Linked DNA regions of Mus musculus: region 1 is linked to region 2. Evidence: chromatin contacts called from public HiChIP or PLAC-seq data. All regions are on one chromosome and are shown on one strand. Each heading gives the region's core, a stretch centred on a gene start, on an enhancer-like site or on the middle of the called end of the contact. The rest is flanking DNA. Distances are from core to core; before and after follow the strand shown.

Evidence for each region. HiChIP or PLAC-seq counts read pairs in DNA pulled down with a chosen protein or histone mark.
Region 1: an HNF4G HiChIP or PLAC-seq map of pancreatic cancer cells shows a contact between it and region 2. The contact joins the promoter of Mtpn here to the promoter of Tmem140 in region 2. A contact is called at or near these places in 4 of 39 promoter capture datasets (the C10 cell line, neutrophils and pre-B cells), 2 of 484 Hi-C or Micro-C datasets (CD8 T cells and the G1E-ER4 cell line), 2 of 115 datasets of contacts at active chromatin or transcription factors (memory CD8 T cells and pancreatic cancer cells) and 1 of 9 other capture datasets (adipose tissue).

What each region holds. Positions count from the first base shown.
Region 1 is chr6:35,538,127-35,544,619 of GRCm38.p6, forward strand. Mtpn (myotrophin) reads right to left here and starts at 1,762. Exons shown (of 4, transcript NM_008098.4): 1 at 1,413-1,762. The coding sequence starts at 1,484.
Region 2 is chr6:34,861,304-34,868,093 of GRCm38.p6, forward strand. Tmem140 (transmembrane protein 140) reads left to right here and starts at 1,843. Exons shown (of 2, transcript NM_197986.3): 1 at 1,843-2,037.

The sequences.
Region 1 (6,493 bases), core at 512-3,011, 680 kb after region 2:
ACTTTGGATGAATGGTTCAGTCATGAAGTTGTAAGTTAACATATTGACAACAGAAACAATTTCATGCATGTTATTTTTGTAACTGTAAATTCTTTATTAATGTTTTGTATTTTAAATCCCCTATGTTTGAGCAGGGGCTGGAAAAACAAGAGCCACTCACTTTGAGACAATCGTGTGTTGTTCCACTACTGGTTGATGTATTTTTCTATAACTCTACATTGAAGAGACGGTAGTTCAGGTTTCTATTTGTTACTAGCTAAGGTAGTCAGAAGGTAGCTTGCCTTAAACATCCATTACAATCAACTAAGCAGATCAAATACATGTGAAAAGTCTAAATTATAAGGCATCAAGTGGAGAAAAAACTATCATCCTTGTACAATCCTGTAGTTAAAAACAAACAAACTAACCAACCAATCAACCTGCTTCTGCCTGTTTCCTAAAACAAGTCCTGTGAGGCAGGATGCCACCGCTCACACCTTTTAAGATTTAAAATCTTGACCGCAGGCTCACACTTTTTGAAGAGGACCAAGATGTTCACAGTTGTCACAAAATTCTACTTTCGGAAAATAATAATAATAATAATAATAATAATAATAAAACTATAGAAGTTCTCCTTACAATTACAAAAGGAGCAATTTAAGACCCAAAGGCAGGCCAGGTCAGAACTTTCCAAGTACCTCCAAGTATGGTTTTGAATTTGGGTTTCTTAACCATATCCCAAACATAGCGTGATCAGACTGCAGTACTATTTACTACACACGCGCGCGGACTTCAGATGAAATAATGGAGTACCCCAAGTTAAAAGGCTTTTTGAAAACTACTCCGATTTCCCAACACCCCAGATGCCAAATGGCAACCTTACCACTCGAAGCAAACGATACACACACATACACATATTATGTGGTGGTGGTGGAGAGGAAAAAGGCCACACCCAAGTTAAAGACTTTCAGAGCGAAGTGACACCAAGTTTCAGAAATTTAACTATGGCTATTTTGGGGCAGCTCATTTCACGGGTGACGGATCCTCTGAATCCTCCCCATCTCCACCAGGCCGCACGTTCAGGAAATCGTTCCCGATTCGAACTGCTCGGGTTTCCTTCTCAGGAACCCGGTGCGAGGCCAAGATGGAGAAATGCCTCATTCAAAGATTGCAGTACCCGGGGTATTAGAGGGCCGGCCCGTGCCGATCGAGGGAGACAACCAGGCGCCCGTTACCTGCGGGGCTGGGACAGGCCACAGCCGCCTTAGCAACAACACAGCGGTTACCTGGCACCGAGGAGCCACCCAGATCCAGGCCCTGCGGCGTCCACGAGTCTCCCAAGCTGGCCCAGCTCCCGGTGTCCCCCACGCCCTGGGCTTCACGACCACCCACCCCGCCGCAGCGCAGCATCAGCGCCGCGCATCCCCGCTCACCTTAGCCACATAGTCCTTCACCTCATCCAAGTCTCCGTTTTTCAGGGCCCACATGAACTCCTTGTCGCACATGACTGCAGCGGGGTGGGCCGGCGGGCCGGGCAGGAGCGGCGATTAGGCCCGACGAGGGGACACGAGAAAGCGACGCGCCTCAGGCCGCTGAGCGGGCGAGACTGCGGGTCGCGGCTACGGTTCGGGCGGGAGAAAGTTCTTCTGCAGCCGTTGGGCCCAGCAGAGCAGGTTCCGCCTAGCTGAGGAGAAGCAGGACGCTTACACTTCCGGTTCACGCCCCGCTAGGGCCCGCCTCCCACTTCCTCTTCCTCTTCCTCTCTCCAGAAAGCTCTGCTCGGGACCCCGCCCCGACTGCTTACCTCAGGAGAGCCACTTTTGCGCAGGCGCATTATCCTGGCCGGCCAAGGCAGAGTAGAGGCGTGGTTCCAATGGGCGGGGCCGTGAGGCTGAGTAGAATGTTCCTGGAGGTCAGGAAAATCAGGGGCTGAACCTGGGGAGGTGTTGGATGGGAGTAGGACACTCCAGTTCCACGACAGAGGGGAACGTTAGTTTCCAGGGCTCACTTTCTAATAATTCTAAAAATAACTAATAATAATAATAATAATAATAATAATAATAATAATAATAATAATGTGTTTAGATTCTCTCTCTCTTACTATCCCACTTTAAACTAGTAAAAGAGGAAAAACAAAAAACCAACCCACTCTCAAAACATTTTTATTGAGACTTTCATCTATGCATATAGTATGTTTTGAACAAATTCATTCCTGAATCCCTTCTCCACTTCACCACTACTTTTCCTTCACAACTTTATGTGACCTCTCTTCTTAAAACAAAACCAAAAACAAAAAACCAAAAACCAAATTTTCATTTACGTGTATGATAGTTTTGACAGAATATATACATTTATGTGAACCAATGTGTGCGAGTGCCCGAAGAGGCAAGAGGAAGCATAAAATCTGAGAGAGCTAGAGATACAGACAGCGGTGAGCCTTCATATGGGCCATGCTGGGAACCAAGCCGGGCTCCTCTGCGAGAGCAGCCAGTGCTCTTAACCTCTGAGCCATCTCTGCAGCAGTGCTCGGGTCTTGTGTTGAGCTCTCTGAACCCACTTAGCGCTTCCTGTTGAGTGCATACGTGTGGGACCTACTGGTTTGTTTTACCTTTAGGCATCAAACTCTATTCCTATTCTCATACATCAGTGGCTGGGTGGGGCTCTCTCCCTTGGTCTTTTCTCCTCTCTCTCCCACTACCACTCTTGGCCTTTCTTCTCCCTTTCCTCAACCATGCAGTTTCTTTGGGACATCCACCAGAAGGAAATAAAAAGGAAAGAATAAAACTTTTTTTTTCTCAGAAGGAAATCTTCAACACGTAGTTGAGACAACGGTGTCAGTAGGTTTATTTCTTTTTAATTGCATACGTACGTGCTTGTGTACAGATGCACTGATGTGGGCATGAGTGTGCATACGTGTAAACTCAGAGGACAACTTGTGGGAGAGTACTCTTATGTAGGTCCTAGTGACTGAATTTAGGTCACCATCGGGCTTTGTCACAAGCATCTTTCCTGGTTGAGCCATCTTGCCAACTCAACAACGTGAATTATGTACATTTACTTTCTATGGTGGAAAATACTTAAGTGTGTGATGGCAATTAAAAACTAGGAGCTTTTCCTGACCAACAAATGACCGCTAACAAACATGCGTAGCATCATTAAAAATTTGTGTGGTTTAAGAAGCACTCACTTTTTATTTGATTTGTAGCAAACAGAACTGTTTTTCTGAAGCCAGTTTTGTTCTTAGAATTTGGCTGAAACATCTTAGAATTCAACCACCTGGTGAATTCTATCTTACAATCCTAATGATTCAAATTTATGTATATACCCAAGAACACTGAGAAAAAATTCCTACTAGAACTATTATGTATATAGGCTATTATTCATTATTCGGTAAACAAATAAACCAAACTAATTTATTTCTGCACCACAAAATACAGAGGTTGGAAGCATACGGTGGAGTTTAATAGTTTTAAAGTATTGGGCATACTCTGGCTGGTTTTGTGTTCTGACCAGCAAGTTGTTTAACCCTTTTTCTTAAAATTTTGTAGCAAAATGATGCTGTCTGGTGAGTACACATTTGTTATCATTGAACAGCAATAGATAAAGACTTCACACACACACACACACAAAAACTCTGAATAGTTAAAAGCAGCTTACATTGTTACTGTATTTAATTCTGACGGTTGAGAATACAAATCGACACCTTTCTGGAAGGAAACTTCAGTTCAAAAAAAAAATGTGAGGTGAAGTTTGGTTCCTCACAAACCTACCCCAGTGATGTCCAAGTTATAGGACATGGCAGGTCTTGGTTCAGCACTAAGCAAGACTATCCCCATGTGACCTACTCTTACCGTCAGCATTTCATTTGAGTGTCTTAAGCTTAGTATATTTAAGTATATTATATCTTGTTTTATAGATTCGAAACTTAGCTAACTCTACATACCCCATGGTTCTATAAATAGCTTCACTGACCACCCAGTCACCCAAACCAGAAACATGAACATCACAATAGCTCCAGCTATTCCCAACTTTTTCCTAACCCAACTGTCAAAGGCCCTCGACATACTTCAAAGTTGGTTGACTTCCTGTAGAGTTCATTATTGATCCCTACAGTCACCCGAGCAGACAGAGCTGGCCTTTTGGCCAATCTCATTTTTATTTTCACTGTGTTCCAGGTGATTTCTCACCATTCTGATTTTTCACTGTTTTAAGCACAAACAGAGCATCCACTCCTTGTTCTAAGCGTTTAGTAGGTTCCTAATATATGTTCTGTTTGTCCATCAGATCAGGGCCCTCTGTAATCTCCCCTGGGCAATCCTAACCCACGACATTCCCTTAACCACTGCTTCTCGAGTTTCCACATATCTTACCTTCTGTCATTTTCAGAAAAAGCCAGCCTATGGCTTCTATGTATCTTATTTCCTGTTTAAGATTCTCTTTTAAATCTTGCTGTTTCTTTTTAATCTTTGAGATCTACATGCAAATTTTACCTTTAAGTGAGGCTTCTAAAACTACTTATTTCAATCCTATATCATATTTTTTTCAATTTTCATCTTTTTTATTTACCTATTTTGAAAGGACTTTGTGGGTATTCAATAAATGATGATTTTTGTCTGTCTGTATGCAAGAGAGGATTGCTCTTCTTGAATTCTTTGTAGTCGAGTGATTTCATGTAACTAATTTTGGCCTATTACTGCGAATTCAAGTGACATTAGTCATCACTCGGCTGTCTAGTTCAAGACTTTCTAGAACCCAGTTTTTCCTTCTGCTGTAGCAATGGGCAACATTCAAGACAAGGATGACATAGACAGCCGGGGGTCCTTAAAGAGCATTTGCTCAGAGATGGCCTCATCCTTTGATGAATATGTAGTATGAGTGAGATAATTTGTTGTTTCAACCACTGAGACTTGGATATTTACTCCTGGAGCAGCACTGAGTCAGTCTTGATTAGTTAAACAATTCCCAGTTTGGGGAAGGAGTGAATAAAGCCAGTGAACTTTGACTTAGGAATCAGGTAGTACATAGAAAAGGAAATGACAGAAGCTGTGAGAATGGTGATTCACGTTCATAGGAGCAAAAGATTAGGAAAGACTCTCAGGGCATGGGGACGCCTGGAGGCAGATAATGCAATCCATATGCTTGTGGCTGAAGTGGAAGAGGCTGGAAATGGAACCCAGCTCTCCATGTTGGTAAATAGTGATAAATAAATTACACAAAACAGTACAGGAAAAGATCAGCTTAGAAAATAACTGTCCAGTTTGCAAATAAGCGTGCAAGTGAGCTAAGCGATACCTCAGTAGTTAAGATGAGTACTGTTCTTGGAGCAGGGAGTTTGGTTCCCAGCATCCACATTGGATGGCCTAGAACTCAAGCTCTAGGGATCCAATACCCTCTTCTGTTCTCCACTGGCACTGGCACTCATGTGTACACACACACACACACACACACACACACACACACATGCACACACACACATAGTTAAAAATAAAATGTTTGGAAAATTAAATCAATTATAGGGAATCAAAAAAATGGAGCCAGGCGTGGTGCACACGCCTTTAATCCCAGCACTCGGGAGGCAGAGGCAGGAGGATTTCTGAGTTTGATGCTAGCCTGGTCTCCAAAGTGAGTTCCAGGACAGCCAGGGCTACACAGAGAAACTCTGTCTCGAAAAACCAACAACAACAACAACAACAAAAAGGTAAAGATATGAACAACTCGAACAAACAAGTGGTTTTCACTTTCCGCTATTAAAGACAGGTAAAAAGGGTGGAGAGAGAGAGAGAGAGAGAGAGAGAGAGAGAGAGAGAGAGAGAGGAGAGAGAGAGTGGAGAAAGAGAGGAGAGAGAGAGGAGAGAGAGAAGAGAGAGAGGAGAGAGAGAAGAGAGAGAACAAAACAAAGTCTGGTTAGAATGTAGCCTTGTGGACAGGATCTCCTTGTAGATTTAAGTAGTACTTCAGAGAAATGTTTCAGTAATGCAAAATAGTGCATGTATTGCCTGCCTAATAGGCTGAAAGAAACAAGAAGAAAGAAATGACAATGGCTTGGGGTTAAGGCCCTTGGATCAACTGTAGAAATAGCTGATTGACGTTCTGAAAGTGAGGCCAAAATACTTATATCAATCATATTTATAGGAAACTGTGGATAGTTTTGAAATGACTCAGGGCCTCTTTCTCAGGGTACAGAAAGTAGTTTGAGAAAGTTGCTTGATTTCTAAGGACCACATATTCTTCAATACTTATTCAAGATGACAAGTTAGATCATGGAAAAGAACCCTCCAGGAGGATATAGCTAAGAACTGCCAAAAAGCTATGGCACTGGAGGAGGAAGGTGCTGTGGATTAGAACTGGGGCCTAATCAAAGACCTTCCCTCCCCCCAAGGAGCTCCCTGCAATGCCTGGACAAGATTGCAAAACTGCCATAGACTATAATTGGTATCTCTATCCCATTCTTCCTCTTTCTGAATGCATGTGGCCATTGTGGTTATCATGTTCCCACACATATCTGTGTACTAGG
Region 2 (6,790 bases), core at 593-3,092:
AGCCCTGCTAAGATTCTGCTCCATATTTCAGGGCCAGTGAGCAGCTGAGGATGTAAAGGAGCCCTGCTCCAGGCCTCATTATGTGAAGTGAATCGCCAGAACTCACGCAGAAAGAGAGAAACAACTGCAAGTTGTCCTCTGACAACCACAGTGTCTGTGTGGTGTGTGAGCACTCACACACATAACAAACATAGCAAAAACACACTCAAGTAAAGGTACTAAGTCCTCATAATAATGGCAAGGAGGCATGCCACCGTGACTCCCTCTCTCCCTTCACTCCCCCTCCAAGCTGCAGAGGCAAGGTGCTCCAATCACGTACAACTAGGAGGTTAGAGTCACCGGCTGGCTCCTCCGCCCAACCACAGTACAAAGACTCTTCCCAACCTTACAGGCTGGACATACTGGAACCAGTCACCTTTGCCCAGCTTCTTCATAAGGTAGAAGATGCGCGTGGGAGCGAATCATCAAGCTGAGAGATCAGACTACTGTCTAGAGTACCAGCAGTACTCTAAGAAGAGCCACGTCATTCAAAAGAGGCAACAGCGTCCCTAAGTGCAGCTCCACAGGAACAGCACAGATAGTGGGTCTCAGGAAGTCAGACATCAGAGCAAAGGGCTCGGAGACTCTCCCCGAGTAAATTTGTCTGGTAGGGTGTGAGGAAGTTCAGGGGCAAAAGTGGTGTCTCAAAGGGGGTGAGGGGGTGGGGTGGGAGTGGAGGACTTAGGCTTCCAGTTGAAAATGGCAAAATGGTTGATATTTCATTTTTTTTTTCTTTGCAAGACCTCATTAAAATGGCACTTTCTTTTAAAGGCAAAAGGCTGAAAGGACAACAGTGGGAAGGAGACCAGCTCTGAACTTCCTAGCAACGGGAAAGGCAGACAACATGGAACTCGGCCTCCAGGTTGCATGGGAAAATTAAGTTTAAAGAAAAACACTATACTCTATCCAACTTTGAACAAGTTTAAGAATAGAATAAAGATATCAGTTTGACAAATTAAAAAAAAAAACAAAAACAAAAACAAAAAACCTTTGGTGTCCCTCATTTCTCAGTAAATCACCTGGAATTTATTCTACCAAAAGTGAATACAGCAGAAAAGAGAAAAGCCTGGGACCCAGAAACAAGAAATCTAACCTAGCATGGCGGCAAAGGGAACCCCTGGGATGAACCAAGACCCAGTTAGGTACAGGGTGTCATGTAGAAAGTAGAGAAAGCCGCCAAGGGTTTAGCGCTATTGGGAGCTGTCTACTGTCTTTGCCAAGCTCACCCAGTTCTGAAGCTGCAGAGATCATGTGAGCCTGGGAGGCAAGAGTCCCCTCCCTGCGATCTCAAGACTAAAAGCTTTCTTTCTCTTTTACTTTGAAATGGGAACACAGTGTTTCTGTTGCTCTATAACTGTTAGATATAACTTTGCTAACGGCAAAGTTTCCAATCTAGAGACACAGTCAAGATCATCGGTTGAGTTTTGAAAGGAGAGTCCAAGGCATAGGTGCCTTCCAAAGGAATGAGAAGAGGGGACCCAGGTTCCAGGAGCTACACTGGCTGGAAGCTTGGCCATGTGAACTAAGGTCCCTCCCTAGAAAGATTCTGGGTCGTGTTTCTCTAAGAGTTGCAATGCCCTGGAGGTCTGGAAGCTGGTATCAACTTTCGCACAGTAAAATCGGGACCCTCACCTGGCTCAGGCAGGGTGCGCCAGTTGTGGGTCATGTGCTCCCATGAGCAACAAGTTGTTTACACTCTTCATTTCTGAAAAGTCATAAGACACAGGCAAGTTAAAAAACGAAAGTGAAATCAGCTGAGAGTGACATCAGTCAGCACAAATGTACCAAAGTTCAGAGCTGTTTACTTGAACGCGACTGCCTGCGAGTGCAGGCAGAGCCCAGGAGCTCTGAGCTGTCTGCTTGCAGCTTCTCTCCTCTGCCCTGGTTTCTGGAGCCTGACTTTAGAAAGCAGCCCAGGAGAAGATCGACTCCCCAGACAGACGCTGATTTCCTGTGTCACCTTTTGATGAGTGTTCCTGGGCTCCAGCGTTGGTTTTTGTAAGTACACCCCCACAACTCCACAAGGGATAAGAGGTGTTTAAGTTCCCAGACTCCACATTCTAGCAACAAACCAAGGGGGGACGCTTTGCTTGGTGTCGGTGGCCTCCTCTCTCCCCAGAGAGTGATATAACCTTTCACCTCTGTCCTGCCCCCATGCTCGTAAGCATCACTGTGTGCATCTCTGCCTCAAAAACTCTGTAAATGGTTAGAAACACACAGGTAGCTGCATGCAGCCTGGTGTTCAGGAAGCTTGTACCATTAATACCTGTGGCTTTGGGACACATTGTTCTCCAGAAGTAGGCAGGCAGACAAAAACATGTCACTACAGCCAAACTGATACCAAGATTTGAAAAACACAAAGAAAAGATCTGTGTTCTTGTCCAAAAGAGAATTATAGGACATAAAAGATTTTAAGACCTGATATCAGCCCCCAAAGGAAACTCATGGAGGGGGGATTGTCCCTTGAAACAGGTCTTTCTTTTTCTTTTTCTTTTATTTTCTTTCCTTTTCTTTTCTTTTCTTTTCTTTTCTTTCCTTTCTTATCTTTTCTGGCTGATTAATAACTCCCATTACACTTCTTTAATCTGTAAAATCAAGTTGTTGGATAGGAGAGAAAAGAAAAAAAAAAAAAAACGGGGGGGTGGGGGGAAATCTTTCAGAGACAGCTGAAGTGTGTTTTCAGTATTTCCTCCTCTCTGGGTCTTCCTAATCGCAGGTCTGAGAGTCAGCGCCTGGAGCAAGGCCTCACACATCCCGTTTTCTAAGCTGCTATTTTAGTCCCCACATTATCGAATTACTAAGGCTATGGTGGCTTGCTCTATAATCTCACTTTTCACCAACAGCACGTAATTCTGGGAACATTTTAATGTGGCCTTCACTGGGAAACACCACAGGACTGATTTTCTCCACCTCTCCTCTCTCCTGTGCACCTGTCTGGGGATGCCTTGACCACCCGTGGCCTCTCCTCTCCTGTGCATCTGTCTAGGGATGCCTTGACCACCCATGGCCTCCTCTCTCTCCTGTGCACCTGTCTAGGGATGCCTTGACCACCCCTGTGCTTTTGAATTGGCTCCTAAAAGCTGCTTCTCCATTCTAACACACAACTGACCTCCGTTATGCCTGACATTGTAGTACTCCATCCTTTCTATGATACTGCCTAGGGGTAAGGCGGTAAAAGTGGGTCATTTGGCCAAAAACACAAACCTTAGAGTCAGAGTCACCATGTTAGGAAGCCAGTCTTGGCATCTGGAGTGTCACTGAGGATGCTAGCTACAGTCTTTAGGGAGAAGAAGGTTACCCAGCGTACCTTGGAGGCACTGGAAAAACACAGATCTTTTTTTTCTTGCTAGGTTCATTCTTCTGTGAATTGTTTGTATTACCGAATCCCGTTTCACACAGCGCAGTGTTTTTCTTGATGTTTGCATGAACATTCCATACATTGTGTGTATTATCATCTCACATTTTTGGCAGATATTCTCCATGCTCATTGACTTTTAATTCTGTATTGTTTTTACTAGTGCACAGAAATTTCCATTTTTTTAAAAAAATAGCTAAATCTATAGTTTTCCTTGTAGTTTTGATGTGCTTTTAAGTTCAGAACGTACTTTCTTATTCATAAATCAGAGTTTATTTTTTTCTAGATCTTATTTTATATTGGTTCATTCTTGAATCCATGTGAAATTTATTTTGGCATATGGCATAATGTCCTAAAATAGTTCAGAGCTTTTTTTTTTTTTTTTTTTTTTTTTTGGCTTGTTAATAACAAGCCAGTTTAGCATCAGCTAGCTATAGCTAATGGAAACTAGGCCTTAAACCTAGTATCTCCAGTATGTGTATGGCTGTTCCCCAGCCCTGTGATATGGAACCATTATTCCTGCTGGTTTCTCTCCCCCTCACTTAGCCTTGTTTAGATCCTCCCTAAATCTTTTCAAAATTATCTTCTTAAAACTCTATGTAGTGTATGTCTTCCAAGTGGAGCACAAGCTTATCTGCGGGGGAAGTCGGGGTCAGGGGAATGTTGTTTGTTCCTCGTGTCTTTGATTCTCCAGGGCTCCTGGCTCAGGGACCTCCCAAATGCATCATTAGTGGGGTCAGGAGATGAAATCCTAGCCTGGGAAGGGGATGGCACAGTTCCCTCCTCAGAACTGCAGGGAAGAGCGGCAGAGCTCAAGAGCAGAACCAGGTCCTGGGAAGCCTGGTCCTCAGCCCAGGAGTCGGCTGCCTCTAAGCATGCTGGGAGACCTACCAATACAGAGAGACAGAGGTGGGACTCATCTTTAAGGGTGCTTTTTTGTCTTCAAAGTTTCTGTAACCTTTGTTCCTTGCTAGGTTATCTGTTACCCAATGCCAATAAGCAGCAAAACATTGGAACAAATACAAAGTTAATATTAAAGGAGCCATTTAAACAGTTACTTCAACTCTTGCTGTCCACGCCTTAGCCTGGACCATGCTTCTGGCTTTCTGTCACAGTGCCCTGGTACAGTCCTATCTCTGCTGGCCAAGCTGTTTTTATTTACACAGCAGACTGATGGTGAACGCAAACATTCCAGCATTCCATAGAGGCCACCTACACTACTAACCACACCCAGGCCACAGCACTGCCCTAGCCCTGTCTTGAGAAACTAGGACATGGGCTCATGTTTCTGCCAAAGGAAGCACGACACATTTCCCATTCTCCTTCCTGTCTATTCCCTGAGAGCCACACCTAAGCCACAGACACTAATCTTAAACACAGTTACAGGAGGCCAGCGGCCTCTCTGACAAGGAAATGGGCAAACTTGTTCTCCCTGCAGCCTGTCAGAGCCTATTGTTCTGCCTTCCCTCACTGCTCACACGACCACCCTCAGCCTCCACCTTACTCTTCTCCCCATAAATCGCTGCCTCAGCCTCATGATCACAGGACACACGTGCACTTAGCATGTGCCCAGAACTGGTTCAACCACAGAAATACCAACTCTGTCTCCCAAAGTCCCATGCAGACCCAGAGACTGTAGTGACAGGAGAGGGACTTGAACCCAGGTGTTGTGGGAGTAATTTTTTTTAACAACCAGAGGACAGTGAAGCAAGTGAAAAAAAAAAAAAAAAAAGAAAGAGGAAGGAACTTATGAGAAGTTGTGTGTGCTGTGATGTGTGACATGTGCTGCCACTGACAGCCAATCAACCATGCCTGCCATCCAGGGAATGTTTGTTGAGTGCATTCTAGATGCCAGGAGCAGCCTTGGGTATTAAGGACAGAACAGAAAAAATTTAGATAGATCATACATACATACATACATACACAGAAAGAGTTAGAGAGAGAGAGAGAGCAAGAGCGAGGTGGGGAGGGAGGGGGGAGGGAAGTGGGGAGGGAAGGAGGGAAAACTGAACATAAGTAAGGAGCTGACATAGTTGGGAAAGTGTTTGCCATGCAGTTGTAAGGACCTGAGTTTGACATTCAGTATCCACATAAACAGCTGAGAACGCTGGCCTGCGCTTGTAACCCCTGCACTTGGGAGGCAGAGCCAGATGGAGCCCTAGGGCTCACTGGCCAGCCAGCCTCGCCTAATGGGTGATCTCTGGGCCCTGTCTCAAAAAAATAAGGTGGATCACATTCCTAAAGAAAGACTGACACGCCCAAGGCTGTTGTCAGACCTCATCTGTCTACACAGAGAACAAAGGAAAGCAAAGCAAACTCAACAACAGACAAAGCCTTTGTTGCCCTGGAGGTCCAGACGCCTGGAGGATGGGGTAAGCGGAGTGCCTTCTGTCAGACAGTCAGACGTGCTGATGAGCAGGGATGAGATGCCAGGCAGGGCTCACGGAAGAGAAGGGCATTGCAGTTTCCCCAGTGGTAAGCAAGGAAGGTGAGTCTAATCCCAGGCAGTCATTTGAGCAGAGACCTGAAAGGGGAGTGGGTTGGAAACAATGGCAGGAGTCTTCAGCTTGTCTTAGGTTTCCAGAAAATACCAGGGAGGCCACTGTGGCGACTGAGGAGGAGACAGCAAGAGGACTGGAAGTCTGAGGCAGGGTGTGTAGTGACAATTGGAGGGGTCGTCTGCTAAAGAAACAAAAAGAAGGCCGGAGCATTTTTAATGTCACCCAAGAGACAAGAGCTCCGGAGTAGCAGCGGATCCTCACCCTACTTGGGAACTCGCTCACGGCCCACGAACGCCTGCCAGGCAGAGGCTTGCCAATGAAGGAATCAGATGTTAGCCATCTAGGTGTGTTTCTGGAGAGGGAACACCGGCTGTGGGGACTTTCTGTGGAGGAACTTCAATCCTCTGCATAGTATAGAAACAACAACAACAAAGCATAGGTTTGTTCTGTGGGGCTAGCCGAGGTAGAGAAGACAAAGTTCATGGGGACGTCATTAGAACACAAGAGGTGACAGGCTGGTGTGTCTCGGGAGCTAGTTAGCCCTGCCCTCTGAAATCTAGACCTGAATCCCACAAGACACTGGGGAAGGACCTGTGAAACTACCAGACACTGCAGGTTGTTTCCATGTGAGACAAAGAAGAGAAAGGGGAACTCAAGGATTCTCAAATACCGACCGTGCTAGCTGAATCGTGATGAGGGCAGTGACAGACTAGAAGTTATAAATAAGTGTATGCTTAGGGGAGCCCTTGATGTTTAGATAATCACCAGTTTTGCATTGAAGGAGACAACTGTCAGGTTTAATAAGCTAAGTTATGGAGGTTGGTGCTACGAACCTTCCCTGTGACAGGGAGCATCAGGTACTGTGAGCAGTCTGCAGTTTCACTCAGAATCTTGA